Linked DNA regions of Mus musculus: region 2 is linked to region 1. A link is a contact called in public promoter capture Hi-C data. All regions are on one chromosome and are shown on one strand. Each heading gives the region's core, a stretch centred on a gene start, on an enhancer-like site or on the middle of the called end of the contact. The rest is flanking DNA. Distances are from core to core; before and after follow the strand shown. Region 1 overlaps Prkce (protein kinase C, epsilon). Region 2 holds the start of Atp6v1e2 (ATPase, H+ transporting, lysosomal V1 subunit E2).

The links. Promoter capture Hi-C pulls out the DNA fragments that hold promoters and counts their contacts.
Region 2: a promoter capture Hi-C map of hippocampal neurons shows a contact between it and region 1, with 2.3 times the contacts expected there. The contact joins the promoter of Atp6v1e2 here to the enhancer-like site in region 1. A contact is called at or near these places in 4 of 39 promoter capture datasets (the C10 cell line, hippocampal neurons, liver and 1 more) and 1 of 115 datasets of contacts at active chromatin or transcription factors (astrocytes).

What each region holds. Positions count from the first base shown.
Region 1 is chr17:86,227,058-86,230,758 of GRCm38.p6, forward strand. All of the region lies in intron 1 of Prkce (protein kinase C, epsilon), which reads left to right. It overlaps Gm52296 (a long non-coding RNA gene), which reads right to left. Exons shown (of 2, transcript XR_003952295.1): 1 at 2,648-3,701; 2 at 1,095-2,436. Among named protein-coding and RNA genes, the nearest start is that of Gm52296, 14 kb to the right of the region's middle. Within about 2 kb of position 1,989, at least 28 of the 459 cell types and tissues checked have an H3K27ac peak or open chromatin away from gene starts, as enhancers often do. A contact at or near this core is called in hippocampal neurons, where this site is marked.
Region 2 is chr17:86,945,829-86,949,529 of GRCm38.p6, forward strand. It overlaps Atp6v1e2 (ATPase, H+ transporting, lysosomal V1 subunit E2), which reads right to left and starts at 2,059. Exons shown (of 2, transcript NM_029121.3): 1 at 2,016-2,059.

The DNA of each region.
Region 1 (3,701 bases), core at 739-3,238:
ACAGGGTTTGAGGACTATGAAACATCCCTATTAGGATTTCACTTGCAGAAACCTGTTGAAGTGAAATCTAGGGGTTTAGATGGGATGGGAAGCTATGGAAACTGGAATGGAAAGGCTGTGGTCCGGTAGGGAGATAGCGGGTCCCAGCTGCTTTTATAACTTGCAAAAAAAGTGTTACACAGGATTGCTTTAGTGGTCCTCAACCTGTGGGTCTTGATGCTTTTAGAGTCAAACAACCCTCTTATAGGGGTTGCATATCAAATATTTACATTATGATTTATAACAACCTAGTATACCTCCCCTAGGCTGATGGGAAATAGAGTCTGTTTCCTGCTTCTACTTGGGAACTAGGAACCTTTTCTAGAGAAGGGATCTTGTCAGCAGAACTCTGTGACATTGTGACTACATTCCTTGTAGTCCATCATATCCCACACCCATGTCTGAAGAGTTGCGCTGACTTTTGATGAGCTCAGTGGAAGTCTCTGTGGGTCACGGCTCATTATTTCACAGTCCCACAGTGCCAGCTCAGACCATGTGACTCGGCACTTGCCAGGCCTGTGTCCCAGTCCCCACTTGTTGGTGTGACTGCAAATCCCTGAGATAATTGCTGTGTCAAGAGGAAGGGGGTTATTTGGCTTCACACTTGTGGAGCCCATGGCCAGTTGGCCACATTGCTCTGAGTTAGGGCATCAAGGTGGGAGTACAGAGAAGGAAAATCTACCCCTTTAATGGCTGGGAAACAAAGAGAAAAAGAGGAGGAGACCAGGGTCCCACAGTACTCATCAGGCACCTGTCCTTAATGACCTGGCCACCTCCCGCTAGGTCCTGGATCTTAAAGGCTCCATCACTTCCCAGCAGGACTTGGAGGGCAGTCGAGATCAGGCTATAGAGCCATCTCTGGAATATGAAGGCTTCTGTGTGCACTTCCCATCAAGACAGAATCCCAGTTGAGAGTTGCAATTGTTAGCAAGCATCTGAATGCAATGGAGAGGCAGGAAGGGTAAGAGCCCTTACCTTTACCCACCCAGGTCACACCTTATATCCTCACATAGAGATTTATGCTTTTCAGAACCATTTAAACATTGACTGTCTCATTCTAACTTCAGAACAGCTTTTATTATCTCCTTTTGACATATGGGGTGAGGGGGCAGTTGGTGGCAGGCAGAGTGTGTCACTGACCCAAGGTCACACAGTGAATGGATAGCAAGGTCTTGGCCTTTGCTCTTCCCTCACTGCTAGTCTCTTTTCATGGAGGCTGTGTCTGCTCACAGATGTCAGAGGTGCTCACTCCTCCAGCTCTGCCCACAGATGTCAGAGGTGCTCCCTCCACCCCTCCAGCTCTGCTCACAGATGTCGTAGGTGCTCCCTCTGCTCCTCCAACTCTGCCCACAGATGTCATAGGTGCTCCCTCCACCCCTCCAGCTCTGCCCACAGATGTCAGAGGTGCTCCTCCCACTCCTCTAGCTCTGCTCACAGATGTCAGAGGTGCTCCCTCCACCCCTCCAGCTCTGCTCACAGATGTCATAGGTGCTCCCTTTGCTCCTCCAGCTCTGCTCACAGATGTCAGAGGTGCTCCCTCCACCCCTCCAGCTCTGCCCACAGATGTCAGAGGTGCTCCCTCTACCCCTCCAGCTCTGCTCACAGATGTCATAGATGCTCCCTTTGCTCCTCCAGCTCTGCTCACAGATGTCAGAGGTGCTCCCTCTACCCCTCCAGCTCTGCCCACAGATGTCAGAGGTGCTCCCCCCACTCCTCCAGCTCTGCTCACAGATGTCAGAGTTGCTCCCCCCACTCCTCCAGCTCTGCCCACAGATGTCAAAAGTGCTCCCTCTGCTCCCAGCCCCCTCTTAGCCTCGGTTTTCCAGGATCATTGGAGGGGGGATGGACATTGTTTCTGTGGCTTCTCCTGTCTGTGGGCCACAGTTCGTGATGAATATGAAAGAAAATGGAAACAGCTCCTGCTTGCTTCCCACACAGGCGAGCTGAGCGGCTGCCTCTGACGTGAGAGCCGAGAGCCGGTGGGGATGGGAAGGTGGCTCTGACTCTCCCTTCTCCTTGGTTCCTGGCTGCCAAGCTGGGGAGAAGATCTAGAATCCCAGGCCTGATCCTCCAGTCAGCCCAGCTCCAGCCTCCCACATCAGTGGTCAGGCCTACTGACCTACAGGTTACAATTGCGTCCTTTCTCCAGGTCAGCAAACACACACCGTGGGCCTCATTTGTTGGCAAGTACTGTAAGAGGCAGGCACTGCAGAGGGCTGCATCCAGTTCAAAGTGTATTCCAAAAAGCATCCCCGCCACCCTTTCTGCGTACCAGATACTGGACATGAAGGGCTGAGACTCACTCCCTTTGATATTTTCTTGGACAGAGGTAGTTGCTGACTTATCTGGAGGCTCCAGTCCAGGACCATCAAATAGTGTGGCGCAAAGTCACTGTCTCTGGCAACAAAGGTAGCACATGTGGCTACTGAAGCCTATCTACATCTCAGAAAGAGTTGGAATATACCATTTCCCTCCTCCCCTCCCCTCCCCTCCCCACTCCTCCCCACTCCTCTCCTCTCTTCTCTTTCCTTCCCCTCTCCTCTTTCCTTCCCCTCTCCTCTCCTTCCCCTGCCTTCCCTCCACAAGCCTAGGTTGTCCTCAAACTCACCATCCTCCCCCTGTCCAGACTCCTTACTGCTGGCATTATAGTCACGTGACCTGACTTATGCCCAGTGTATGACCACATGGCTAACTTATGGCTAGTGGAATGTGGATGAAAGGACCCTCTTAGCCCATCCACAGTCTCTTCCTGGCCAAGCATTCCCTTTTGGTTGGCTTGCGTCAGCCATCGGAGCTGTCTTGGCCATGGGATGAAGGTGACAAACTCGGAGCGGGATGAATCTGGGTCTCCAGCCTCTCCCATGATGGAAGGAGCATATTCTGTCACCCCAGTGTAACAGTCTCAGAAACGGAGAAGCTGGCTTGAGCCAGGACCGTGCAATTAGGGTGGAGTTTGGATCTCTTTGAGCTGTATCTTCTGGCTTTGTGCTCTTGCCCGGAGTCCCTTTTGAGTATGGAAAGTATGCGAGAAGGGGGAAGGACTTGGGTCCCCCATTTCTGAAAGAGGAAACTGTGCTGAGGCCTCCAGGTCCGGTCAGGACTGGGTGACTGTGGACGGTCCGAGCACACTCAGTTGTCCCTGCCAGGTCAGGGTAGCAGCTGTTCTAACCAGGCTGATGCTCTCGAGAGGCCTTCTAAAGTGAAACCCAGAAAGCTGATGTGTTGGACCATGCCAGAGTTCTAGCTATCTTGGCTCTTACGGCATTAACCGTCCCCACCAGCGGAGGATAGCTGCTCTACCACGTGACTGATTGCCGAGGCTAACTGCCCTACCACGTGACTGATTACCAAGGCTAACTGCCCTACCACGTGACTGATTGCCAAGGCTAACTGCCCTATCACGTGACTGATTGCTGAGGATAGCTGCCCTACCATGTGATAGTTGCCCTACCACGTGCCTGACGGGCTTTTCCATTCTCCTGAGACCCCAAGTCATCGACTTTCAAACCCAAATTCTCTTAAGGAAATAGCGTCTTGAAAGTAGGGACGTGCTTCTGTTGGTAAAGTGCTCGCCACGCATGCCTAAGGACCTGGATTTAATCTCAACAGCCATGCGAAGCTAGGCGTATGCTTGCGATCCCAGCCCCGAGAGGGTGTGGGAG
Region 2 (3,701 bases), core at 809-3,308, 720 kb after region 1:
GTAGACCTTTAAGAAGTCTGTGTTTGAAGGTCTCACTCAGTACCTGCTGCTCCTCATACACTGTTGTCATCAAAGTCTCTGCCAGTGTCACCTGGGATTCTGCATGTTAAAAAGACTGCAAGGCTAGGGTAAGAGTGCTTGCAAACAATCCCGAGAACCTGCGTTTGATCCCTAGGACCCTAATAAAGGTGGAAGGACAGAACCGAGTTGACCTCTGACCTCTGTGAATGTGTGACAATGATAATCAGTGCACATCCTCATTCACAGACTTTTGTCATATACACGTCCTCCTCCAATGGTAATGGAGCAGGAGGAAAGAGAGAACGAGGAGGAGGAGGAAAAGGAGGCGGGGCAGGAGGAGGAGGAGGAAAAGGAGGCGGGGCAGGAGGAGGAGGAGGAAAAGGAGGAGGGGCAGAAGGAAGAGCAGGAGGAGGGGCAGGAGGAGGGGCAGGAGGAGGAGGAGCAGGAGGAGGGACAGGAGGAGGGGCAGGAGGAAAGAGAGAAAGAGGAGGAGGAGGAAAAGGAGGAAGGAAAGGAAGAGGAGGAGGAAAATCCTGGTAGAGCATTTACTTAATAAGCCCTTGACCCTGGCTTTTATCCTTGCACACCAAAATCAAACAAAACACACCAAAAAAAAAAAAAAAAAAAAAAACCCACAAAAACAAATAACCAAAAATGAAAACAGAAGACGTTAAAAGATCTTCCCTACTCGGGCCATAAAATGCTGTCCCAATGGCATGATACGGCCAAGGCACTAGTGAGCTTACAACCGCTGTAGTTGCCTGTATGGGGCCCACCTAAGACTGAACTCACGAGCATTCGGTCTTAGACAGAGGAGGGGTCAGTGGGGTCCCACACACCCAGGGAAGCTAGCGGAAGCCTGACCTGCTGCAGGACAGAAAGTCATTTCTTTAGTGATGCCGCCACCCACGAGTGACATCACTCCATCCACACCCACGTGAGTGATCTGGTTAAACTCAGTGGGTCACAAAACAAAAAACAAAGTAAAATCAACAAAACTAAAAGTCAAGAAAATATGGTGACGCTTTGGTGAGAGGACAGGAGGCACAGTGGGAGGTGTGGGCACAGAGCGTAAGGAGGGTGAAGGGATACCTGTGAGCAGAATGTATTATATACATATATGAAATTATCAAAGAAATTGATTTAAAAACTCAAATCTCATCAGGCTCAGGAAAATATATGAACAAAATAAGAATATCCAAAATATAAAAAGGACTAAATAATTTTTTAGAGCTAAAGAACAATTGAATTAGAAAGATATTCAAAGCATAAGCAGGACTACTAAGATGGCTCCGTGGGTAACAGCACTTGCCACCAAGCCTGAGGATCTGAGTTCAATCCACGGCACGCACATGGTGGAAGACCCCAGCTCTGGTCAGTTTTCCTTTAGCTTCACACCTGTGCCCTGATACACATTCACGTAATTTTAAATTCTCAAAACAGCCAGGTGTGGCAGCTCAAGCCTCTGATCCCAGCTCCTGGTGGGCAGAGGCAGGCAGATCTCTGTGAATCTAATGCCAGCCTTTCCACAGAGTAAGTCCCAGGCTGACTAGACCCACGTAGCAAGTTCCTAAATCAGATAATCTTTCTGAAAAGCATATTATTTATCTTATGTTATTTGGAGGTATACTTTTGAAAACTAAGGTTTTTTATGACTAGAGCAAAAACACTCCCTGCTCCTACACAAGACATATCGATGAAATAAGTTTTAAAAGGCTCCCCGAAAGCCGGACGTGGTGGCGCACCCAGCACTCAGGAGGCAGAGGCAGGCAGATTTCTGAGTTCGAAGCCAGCCTGGTCTACAAAGTGAGTTCCAGGGCAGCCAGGGCTATACAGAGAAACCCTGTCTTTAAAAAAAAAAAAAAAAAAAAGGCTCCCTGAGTAACTCCAAAGGTCACCAACTTTGGGAGCCACCCTAGATGAAGGGTAAGGGGTGTGAAATGTCGGACACCCGGACATGTGTGGAGGAATAGACACTCTAGCTGAGCCCTTACCACTTCCATGCCAGGAGCTGCCTTTGGTCTGGCGCCGGGAGTCTGACACAGAATGTGGAATTTGGAACGCTCACTGGAACCTGGCACTGCGGACCCTTCTGAACAGATGATTACGGCCGTCTGACCAGGCAGCTCGAATTCACAGAGCCAGTCTACCCCTTCGGAGGGCTGGCCAGCTCTGCCACAAAGAGTCCGAGAGAGGGTTCCTTGGCACCTGGACTGTGGCTGGGCTTGTCTTTCACGCTCAGAATCTCAATTAAGTAGGCACAGAGTTGGCCCCACTCTGGGGTGGGCTTCCCTTAACTGACATGTGTACAGACCCAGTCAGCCAGTTTATTAATTTACTAATGAAAAATACAGCTGCCGTGCTGGTGGGTCATGGCCTCTCTTATTTGGCCTGTGGAGCCAAATCGGAAGGCTGTTTAATGAGAAAGCCGTCTAACGACAATTCACCAGATGGTCTTTAAGAGAGCACTCCTATCACAGGCTGCTGGGCTTCTTTTCATGGTGGAGGCACTTCTCCATGCCCAGACAGGGCCAGCTTCCACCGTGCAGGCTCCACAGTGAGGCTGCCTGAAGCTCCCACCCCGCTCTTCACTGACCACGCATGTGATTTTGCTGAAGCAGCCGGATCCCCTCCCCCAGCCCCCCCAGCTTCCTCAGGAGTATAATGGAACGTGACAGCATCTACATAGCGTGGCCTTAAATGAAAGGGAGGGTTTATCATAGTGGTACGCAGAGTCGGTCTTCGTGGACGCTAATTGCCTCGGACAACCCTATTTGCCGCTTCACATTGCAGCCCCTGTTTGAACATAAAGGATCTAGAGCAGACCTGACTCTCACTAGCTTGGCCTCCTTGTTAAACTTAGTAACCCTGTCTGGAGTTCACGGACTCTTCTAACATGTCTCGGTGTCCTTGTCCCCAGTCCAGACACAGCCAGACTCTCAGAAATAGTGGGTAAAGTTCTGAATTCCGAGGCCCTGGTCTGGGGGTGAGGGTGGATCATCTCATAGCTAGTTGCAATTCCCCCTTCCTGATGCTGCAGTCCACAAGCCTTGTGGCTCCCTCCCTGGGCACCAGCATTCGTTGGTACTGGACTTGGAAGCAGCTGTGGGGTGGACTGGGCTGAAATTCAGGCCTGGATGGGCCGGGCTGAAATTCGGGGCTGGAGCAAATGTGTCTACAGGAACTCGGTATCCAGGTCACGTGTCTGGCAGATGTAACTTTCTGCCTGTCTGGGACAGAGATTATGAGCTCACACTGGCCTGTGATTTAAGCAAAACAGCAAACCAAACTGAGAAACCTCATGATTGCTTTTGCACAAGGCCTTGGAAGTGGCATTTGCCCAGCAGATCAGATCTCTAAGGCACACATAACTCCCAGCATCTACCCCACACACAATAGCAGGGTCTCTTTGCTGCTTCAGACCCCAAATGCACAAGTCCAGTTCCACTTAGCAATGTTTGTTCACACTGCTCCCTCAAGTAAAATGTTCACTTGTCTAAATCTCACCTTCACTTTCGGATCTAGTTTGAGTCACACTGCTTCTTGGGCCTCTGGGCTCCTCTTTAAAATGACACCCACAAATATAAAATCACGAATTCTGAAATGTGCCCTCCACAGTCAGTGACAGTAAGGACGACCGCAGTGCGGCCAACATTCCTTGTTTAAAAACTAACTTACTT